Linked DNA regions of Sus scrofa: all the other regions are linked to region 1. Evidence: chromatin contacts called from public targeted proximity ligation data. All regions are on one chromosome and are shown on one strand. The core of a region is the stretch at or near the end of the contact, and the rest is flanking DNA. Distances in the headings are between cores, read along the strand shown.

What was found.
Region 2: a targeted proximity ligation map of skeletal muscle shows a contact between it and region 1. A contact is called at or near these places in 2 of 2 datasets of targeted methods (alveolar macrophages and skeletal muscle).
Region 3: a contact with region 1 is called in a targeted proximity ligation map of skeletal muscle. A contact is called at or near these places in 1 of 47 Hi-C or Micro-C datasets (fetal heart ventricle) and 2 of 2 datasets of targeted methods (alveolar macrophages and skeletal muscle).

What each region holds. Positions count from the first base shown.
Region 1 is chr4:14,841,746-14,844,445 of Sscrofa11.1, reverse strand. No RefSeq gene overlaps it. Among named protein-coding and RNA genes, the nearest start is that of MTSS1, 90 kb to the left of the region's middle.
Region 2 is chr4:15,033,306-15,036,005 of Sscrofa11.1, reverse strand. The region is part of intron 3 of MTSS1 (metastasis suppressor protein 1); the gene reads right to left. Among named protein-coding and RNA genes, the nearest start is that of NDUFB9, 79 kb to the left of the region's middle.
Region 3 is chr4:15,060,978-15,063,677 of Sscrofa11.1, reverse strand. The region is part of intron 3 of MTSS1 (metastasis suppressor protein 1); the gene reads right to left. Among named protein-coding and RNA genes, the nearest start is that of NDUFB9, 51 kb to the left of the region's middle.

The sequences.
Region 1 (2,700 bases), core at 41-2,540:
ACAGCAGAAACAAATCTGACTAGGAACCACAAGGTTGAGGGTTTGATCCCTGGCCTTGCTCAGTGGGTTAAGGATCCGGTGTTGTCATGAGCTGTGGTGTAGACTGCAGACATGGCTCGGATCTGGCATGGTTGTGGCTCTGGTGTAGGCCGGCAGCTACAGCTCCGAATAGACCCCTAGCCTGGGAACCTCCATATGCTTCGGGTGCAGCCCTAAAAAGACAAAAAAAAAAAGAGTGTGGTCTGTCTAATGAGGTCACCCTGAAAGATTCTAAGCAAGAGATGACATAAGATTTGGAATTAAAAAAAAAAAAAATCCTAGTGTCAAATTGGCAAAGAAGGGCAAAAATAGGGGCAAGGAGACTAGTCAAGGTCTCCAAGGTGCTCTTGGAGTTCTCTTGTGGCACAGTGGGTTAAGAATCTGGCACACATTGTCACCACAGCAGCTTGGACCACTGTTGTGGCCAAGTTCAACCCCTGGCCTGGGAACTTCCACATGCTGCAGGTGCGGCCAAAAAAAAAAAAAAAAAAAAGCTCTTGCAAAAATCCAGAGGAGAGATGATGAAGGACTGAATCAGGGCAGCGGTGGTGGGGATATAAAGAGACCGTGACTTCAGAACTATTTAGGAGACAATATTCATAAGCCTTTATTGGATGTAGGAGGTGAAGAAAAGGAGACTTGAGAATGATTCCTAAATTTGTAACCCAAGTGACTGCATGGCTGGTGGTTCCACCAAAGCAGGCAGGAAATACTCCGGAGTTCAGGGAAGGGGCAGAAGACTAGCTCAGTTTTGGACAATTTGGACAGGTTTACTAGATAAGGCAACGCTCAAATTGAGGGGGATTCTTGGAGAGTTATTTTGGGGTTCCCTGTTTCCTGGAATTGTCGGCCAATTGAAATGCCAGGTCTCTGATGTTCTCTACAATTACTGTTTGGTTTTCTTGCCTTTTCTGGTCATAGTGCACATTTGAGACACAAAGCCGTGGTTGTCAGCAGCAGATCCAGCGGCACCGCTGCCCTGGGGTCTGAAAGACTTCGTCTCACTCTCCTTGCTGCTGCAGACAAAGGCTGTCTTATGCACCATCTATTTCAGTCATTTTTATGAGTGCCGTGGAATATTTTTCAAGCTATTCCTTTTAAGCGTTATCTCTTGGCAGTTAAGAAAATAGATCCATTGCAAGCACTGGGGTTTCTGAAAAGGGGTTTAAAAATAGCTCAGGGCACTAGACAGCTGCAGCTATTGGGAAATGGAGCCCTCTGCTTGCACTTTTGCCGGTTTCCATTTCAACCTTGCAGCTGGAAACCGGTAGCTCTTCCTCTACTGGGAACAGATGCAAGAGGAAGAAGGAATGGGCCGGGACCCTCTCCTGACTTGGGGTCACATTTGGCATCTGTGAATGCTGAGAGGCGCTGGGGTAATGGAGAGTGGGCATATCAAGCTCTTGGGTTTGAAAAAGCCTATTCAATATTATATCTTCATATGTGGAGATGAAAAAAAATAAGCCTATTGGTTTTGTCATGCAAATTATAGGAAACAGATGGGATAAAATCCTCTTAGCCAATGGGGACAGGCAGAAAGCTGACTGATAACAAGGCTTTACCGCAGTCTCTCATGGGGTACCTAGGACACTGCTAATCGCCACTGCCATCTTACAGGTGTAAAAACCAAGGAAGGGAATGAATTGTTGAGGAAGCTGCCCCTGGTCACAGAGTCAGGCATGGAGGGAGGCAGGGTTGCAGCTCAAACTCCAAAGCCCCTCCCTTTAGTCAGTGCTCTAGTTTTTGCCCTTTTTGGGGAGCCACGTCCACAGCATGCAGAAGTTCCCAGGCCAGGGGACAAACCCAGCCACAGCAGTGACAACACCGGATCCTTAACCCACTGAGCCACCAGCGAACTCCTCTAGATTGTCTTTTTTTTTTTTTTTTTTGGTCTTTTTTTGCCTTTTCTAGGGCCGCACCCACGGCACATAGAGGTTCCCAGGCTAGGGGTCTAATTGGAGCTGTAGCCACCGGCCATACTAGAGCCACAGCAACGCAGGATCCAGGCCGCGCCTGTGACCTACACCACAGCTCACGGCAGCACCGGATCCTTAACCCACTGAGCAAGGCCAGGGATCAACCTCATGGGTCCTAGTCGGATTCCTTAAGCACTGCGCCACACGGGAACTCCTAGATTGTCTTTTAACTGGGGATTTCAACGTCTCTTGAAAGGGAGCAAGGATGTTTAAAAGAAGAAAATGGCAAGAATGAACATGAACATATCTGCAGGCTAAGCATAAGCTCTACTATGATGCCACTTAATAAATGATTGCTGAGTAAATAAATGACTGCATTTTAAATAAATGAATGTCACGGAAAAAATAAAAATTAAAAAAGACTCAAAAAAGTGGTTTGAAAAAAGTTACTAATAAACAAGATGGAATCAAAAATAAATAAATAAAGACCCTTAGCCTCTTTGGAGACTCTACTTCCTCATCTGTAAAATGGATACCATAATATCTTTTGGCGGCCTTCACAAAATTGCCATGAAGATCAAGTGGGATAAAAGACAGTCGTTTAATACCCTGGAGAATCGTTCCGCAGTTAACTCAACCCACGGTCCCTGAGCACCATGCAGCAGGCATTGCTCCAGGTGCCGGGGACACAGCCACGCACCAAGCAAGCAAAGCCCTTGCTGACGCTCCACCAGGGAGCAATGGA
Region 2 (2,700 bases), core at 121-2,620, 190 kb before region 1:
AGGGACCAGTACCCGCCCACCTGGAGAGCACGAGAGTGATGAGCGAGGCAGGACTGGGAACCGAAACTGTGTCTGACATCTGAGGTCCAGGCAACCTCATCTGGGAGCTCCATGAACAGACACGGATACCAAGAGGTGGCCGTTTGGTTTGGCAGAGTCTCGGGTGCCACTGGCTGGACCAAATACCCCTGGACTGTGCCAGGTGTGTGGATGGCGCTGAAATAAATGTCCGTCCAGATGAAAGGAGACCGACCAGCAGATGGCAGAAGCCTGGAGGCTGACCCCAAAGGGATGGATTTGCCCAGAGCAGGGAGGTGTGGGCCTGAGAATGAAGGAGGCCCCCACACAAAGCTGTCACCCTCCACATGACAAATGGCAGATGTCTGGCAAACCTGGAAACTTCCTGACATTCAGCTCACTCTATTTGTTTCATAGATAAATGCTATAAACAACGTGGCTGCATTTCCCTGCCCACAGACCTCAGCAGCTGGAATAGCATGAGGTCCCCAATCTGTCCGGGCCTGGGTGTGTGGATTTCAGATCCAAATATGCAAATCATCCCTTTTCAGGGAAATGGTTTTCTGGACAGGACTTGGGGCTTGGGAGCCAGAAAGAGAAGTCACAAATGGTTGTCCTCTTTGTTGGGTAGTATCTGATGCATGTCCTGGCTCTGCCTCCCGCTAGTTACCTGACCCTAACTAGCAAAAGGAAAGGTTCTTCTGAGCCTCAGTTTGCTCATCTGCAAAGTGGGACTTTCTCCTGGCCTTTCAAGATTCTGGTTAAGGAACATATGAGTTAAATCATTGGAGAATACACTCCAAAATGCAAAGAGCTCCATTAGGGCAAGGGGGTTCTTGGCAAGAGGCAAAATCCTTCTAATCTTTGTACTGAAGCTATCACAATCATTCCAACTCATTTTTTTTTGGTTTGTTTTTATTTTTGTTTTTTTGTTTTTGTTTTTTCAGGGCCTTACCTGAGGCACATGGAGGCTCCCAGGCTAGGGGTCCAATTGGAGCTGTAGCCACCTGCCTACGCCAGAGCCACAGCAATGCCAGATCCGAGCAGTGTCAGCGACCCACACCACAGCTCATGGCAACGCCATATTCTTAACCCACTGAGAGAGGCCAGGGATCAAACCTGCATCCTCATGGATACTAGTTGGGTTCGTTAACCACTGAGCCATGACAGAAACGCCTCCAACTCATTCTTATAGGCACGAGTCCAGTTCAGCAAAAGGAGCAAGTGGTGGGGAACTTAGGGATATTAACAAAACCTGAAACTTGAGACAGACCAGCACTTTTAGACACAGACTTTCAGCTCCCCAACACAGGCGGCTTTCACGGCCAAGTTCAGCTGGTACAGACCATCTGCTTGGGAGGCAATTCTATCCGCAAAGGCTGCCTGATCTTGGCTCTGAGAGAGAAGGCCAGTTAAGGAACAGCTCCCCACCCCCAACACACACACACACTCACACACACACAAACAATGCAGCTCTGAGACCCATTGTGAAAGGTGCTTCAATGCTCCAGCTGCAAGTGCAGCCACACTATCTTCTTTAAACACATCTAGTTTTCTTCAATTTCTTGATGAACAGACTCCCAGGCGCTGCTGCAGAACAGAAAGGCTACACATCCCTTTTCATGCGCAAATCCTCACACACAGCAGTGTGTCCATCCAAGAAATCCAGATGACAGGATGGCATCCAGGCAATGTCCCCGTTGCCTGCCTGCACTTCCCAGTGGGCTTCGCAGTCAATATTCCATAAACAAAACGAGTACCTGCTATGTGCAGAGCACTACGCAGAGCCTGATGAGGACGTGAAGGGAAACCTAAACAAGACTCCGGGGCCACATGTCTTCAGCATGACACTGTGCTGACAAGGATGAAGAGGATGAGGGTGAGTGAAAGGACCAGACAGAAGAGAGACCACAGCCCATCCGAAAGGCTCTGGGAGAGGAAGCTGGGGTATGTAGATCTTCCAGGAGAATAATTTTTCTCTACACAGAGCCATGCTCATGTTTCATTGGTTCTTTTCGTAGAAACATTTTTCATGCACAGTGCTGGGCTGGTCCAGCCCAGGGACAGCTTTTCAGCTCCTTTTGCTGCCAGGATGCTTGAGCTAGATAATGTTCCCATGGTCCAGGTAGCCCCAGTCAAAAGGATCCTGAGGCATTCCTGTTGTGGCTCAGCAGGTTAAGAATGTGACTTATGTCCATGAGGATGCGGGTTCGATCCCTGGCCTCATTCAGTGGGCTAAGAATCCAGCATAGGTCGTAGATGCAGCTCAGGTCGGGCATTGCTGTGGCTGTGGGGTAGGCTGGTGGCTGTGGCTCCAATTTGATGGCTAGCCTGGGAGCCTCCATATGTCGCAGGTGTGGCCCTAAAAAGAAAAATATGTATTTTTTAAAAAAGGATCTTGAGAAGCATGAAATGCAGAAGTGAGCAACCTCAGCCACAGAGCAGGGGCTCATAGGTGGGGGTGGCAATCCGCTAGTATGGTTCTATTCCATAAGGCAGGGTTTGCTGGGAGACACCCCGCCTGCCGTCAGAAAAGAGGTGATGAGATCTACCTGATCACAGGATAAGCTGGCTAGAAATGACTCGAGCTTAGTGAGGACAGATCAGAGGGTCCTCCAAGTTCTGTCTGGGATATCTGGTTTCCCGTTCCCTCCTCTGGGGGTGGCCCCAGCCTCTGCTCCA
Region 3 (2,700 bases), core at 43-2,542, 220 kb before region 1:
CCAGGAGGTAGCGACCACCTGAACCTGGCCATCTCTTTACTGCAGCTCACGCTGCTCCACCGGGAAAACCAGTAGAGGGCGCTGTTTTCACACCAGCAACGTGCCTTCTGGGCTCACTTCAGGTTGTGAAGCGTTTATTGCTTATAAGCAAGGACCAGGAACACTTTATCCCCAGGGAAATAGCTCCCGTTTGTCCTGGGCCTTCATTTGATTAAAAGTTAATCGCCTGGCCATGCAAGCAAGGAAACTATTCACGGGTGGGAGGACTATAAGCTAGTACTTTCCGGGAGGAAAATTTTGCAGCCTCTATTAAGAAATGCCTTTAAAAACAAGCCCTCTCTTTGACCCAGCAATTCGACTCCTAGAAATTTTACTGGAGGAAACAATCAAGGGTGAGAGCAAATCCTCACACCTATGAGGACAGTCACAGAAATGCTGTTTACGGCGGAAAAAGCTGGAAACAACATCCTGTTCTGGGGGGGGGCGCGGGGGGGGGGTGATAAAGCCTAGGACACGGCCACACCATGGCAGAGCACACGCAGTCACCTAAAGCGCTGGAGAGTGATGTTCTGGGTCCCAGGAAGTGAGTGGTTTGTGTGCAGGGGAGCATGTGCTGGGCCCTGGGATGCGTGCTTTACACACGTGAACCCATTTGAGCTGCACGACACGCCCAAGCGCGTCGGTGTTATCATCATCCCCATTTTACCGACAGGAAAAGCGCCCTCGGTAATGTGACTACGGTCACGCGGCTAGTGAACGGGAATCCAGCCCAGGCTGAACCTCCAGAGCCCATGCGTGTAGCCACTCAGCGTGGGACACTACAGACAAAGCGAGGTGGGACAGGGCAGAGCCAAAAGCCCAGACACTCTGTTAACGTAGCCACACACCCTTACAGGTGTTAGGGCTTCACAGTCCAGCTCACCAGTTTGGGCTCCTAAGCCTCGAATGATCGAATTGGCTCCGATCCTTGCTAGGTGGCTACAGAGAGCTGCCTGATGGAGAGCTGCTTAGATGGTGAGCCACGCCTCAGGTTCCCCAAAACAGAACTACCGCTGGAGATCCCCTCAGCCTGGCTCCCTGACCCCATTTCTCTGCTCCATGATTTCTGCTGGCTTCCCAGATGCTTTCCTAGGTTGCCCCTGGTCATCTGTCATCCCCAGGAAAGCCCAGGGCTTCCCAGAAACAGCTGAACAGTGATAACAAGCAGTTGGGGCACATGCTGCGTGCGCTCCATCACGGGGCCGCTGCAGCACAGGCCTTCCGGCGACAGGAGGAGAAAACCTCCCAACAGCTGTGTCTGCATCCAAGTGGCACGAGGACAGGAGACAGCCAGCCGACATCCTCCACAGACCTCAGGGCCCACCCAACCCACTGGAATTACTGCTGATCTCGGCCACTGGGGGCCCCCCTAAAAATAGCTCTATCTGTGGGTGTGCTTCACTGTGTCTTCTGCTCTTCCTGACCCCTGCTAATACTTTAAAAAGCAAACAAACAAACAAACAAAAAAACAAAAACAGCAGGTCTGAAAAAGTTTCCGAGGAAGCCAGCTGGAGTGACCAAGCCAGGGCAGACAGCTGGAAGAGCCCCGAGTTGACCGTGAGAATATTTATGGAATCAAATGACTGAGACGTACTTAGCAGCTTGTGAGTGAGGATGAGATTCTCCTTGTTTCAGTTTTTCCTGTATCCAGCACCCGTACTGAATGTCCCTTTGCAGAGAGAAATGGTAACAGTTCGGGCTATACCAGGAGGCAGGATAAGGGGCTGGGTTTGTCTTTTGTTTATTTATTAATTTTTTTTCTTGTTTTGGCTCTACCTGTGGCATATGGAAAAGGGCCCAGGACTGAATCCAAGCCACAGCTGCGACCTACGCCATAGCTGCAGCAACACTGGATCCTTAACCCACTGAGCAAAGAAGCCAAGGATGGAACTTACATCCTCACAGACACTATGTCGGGTTCTTAACCCCCTGAGCCACGCCGGGAACTCCCTCCTTGGAACTCTTGAGCTGTAGGGACCCACTTTAATCATCCAAGATACTCTCAAGATCCTTAGCCGAATCCTATCTGCAAAGCCCCTTCTGTCGTGTACAATAAGATAGTCACGGGTTCTGGGGATGAGGACATGGATGTCGGGGTGGCAGTGGCGGGGGCCATTATTCTGCTGACCAAAGAGGAGTAGGAATTGTTAATCTGGAGAGTGCATGGAGCACGGGGGTCACCTCCCCAGAGTCCATTCATTCATCCCCAGATACCTAATCTGGGGCAATGATCTGACTCCATCCCCTTTGGCAGTGGCTGGTTTGGGGAGAAGACAAAAATGGTGAGACGGTTGTTGGGGAGGCCTTTGGTGAAAATGTTCCTGGATCTTAAGATCAACACACCAAAGGGACCCCCACAGAGTGTGAACAGGAAGCAGGCTGCCCAGTGGCTGCGGTCAGCCAGCTTTATGGGCGTGGGAACCCCTGCCTCAGGATGCAGCCCAGCCTGTGGACAGAACACAGAAGAAACCAGAGTCTCCAATGACCTGGGTGAGCCAAATTAACACACTCGGAGCCTGCTCTCTTGGACCTGGTTCTCCTGTTCTGCAAATTCACACATTTCCTTATCTTTTTTATTTTTTCCTTTTTTAAAGTGTTATTTTACTTGATTGCAACATACATATTTGTGAAAGCCACTCGCTTTGTTCTTATCTTTCTAAA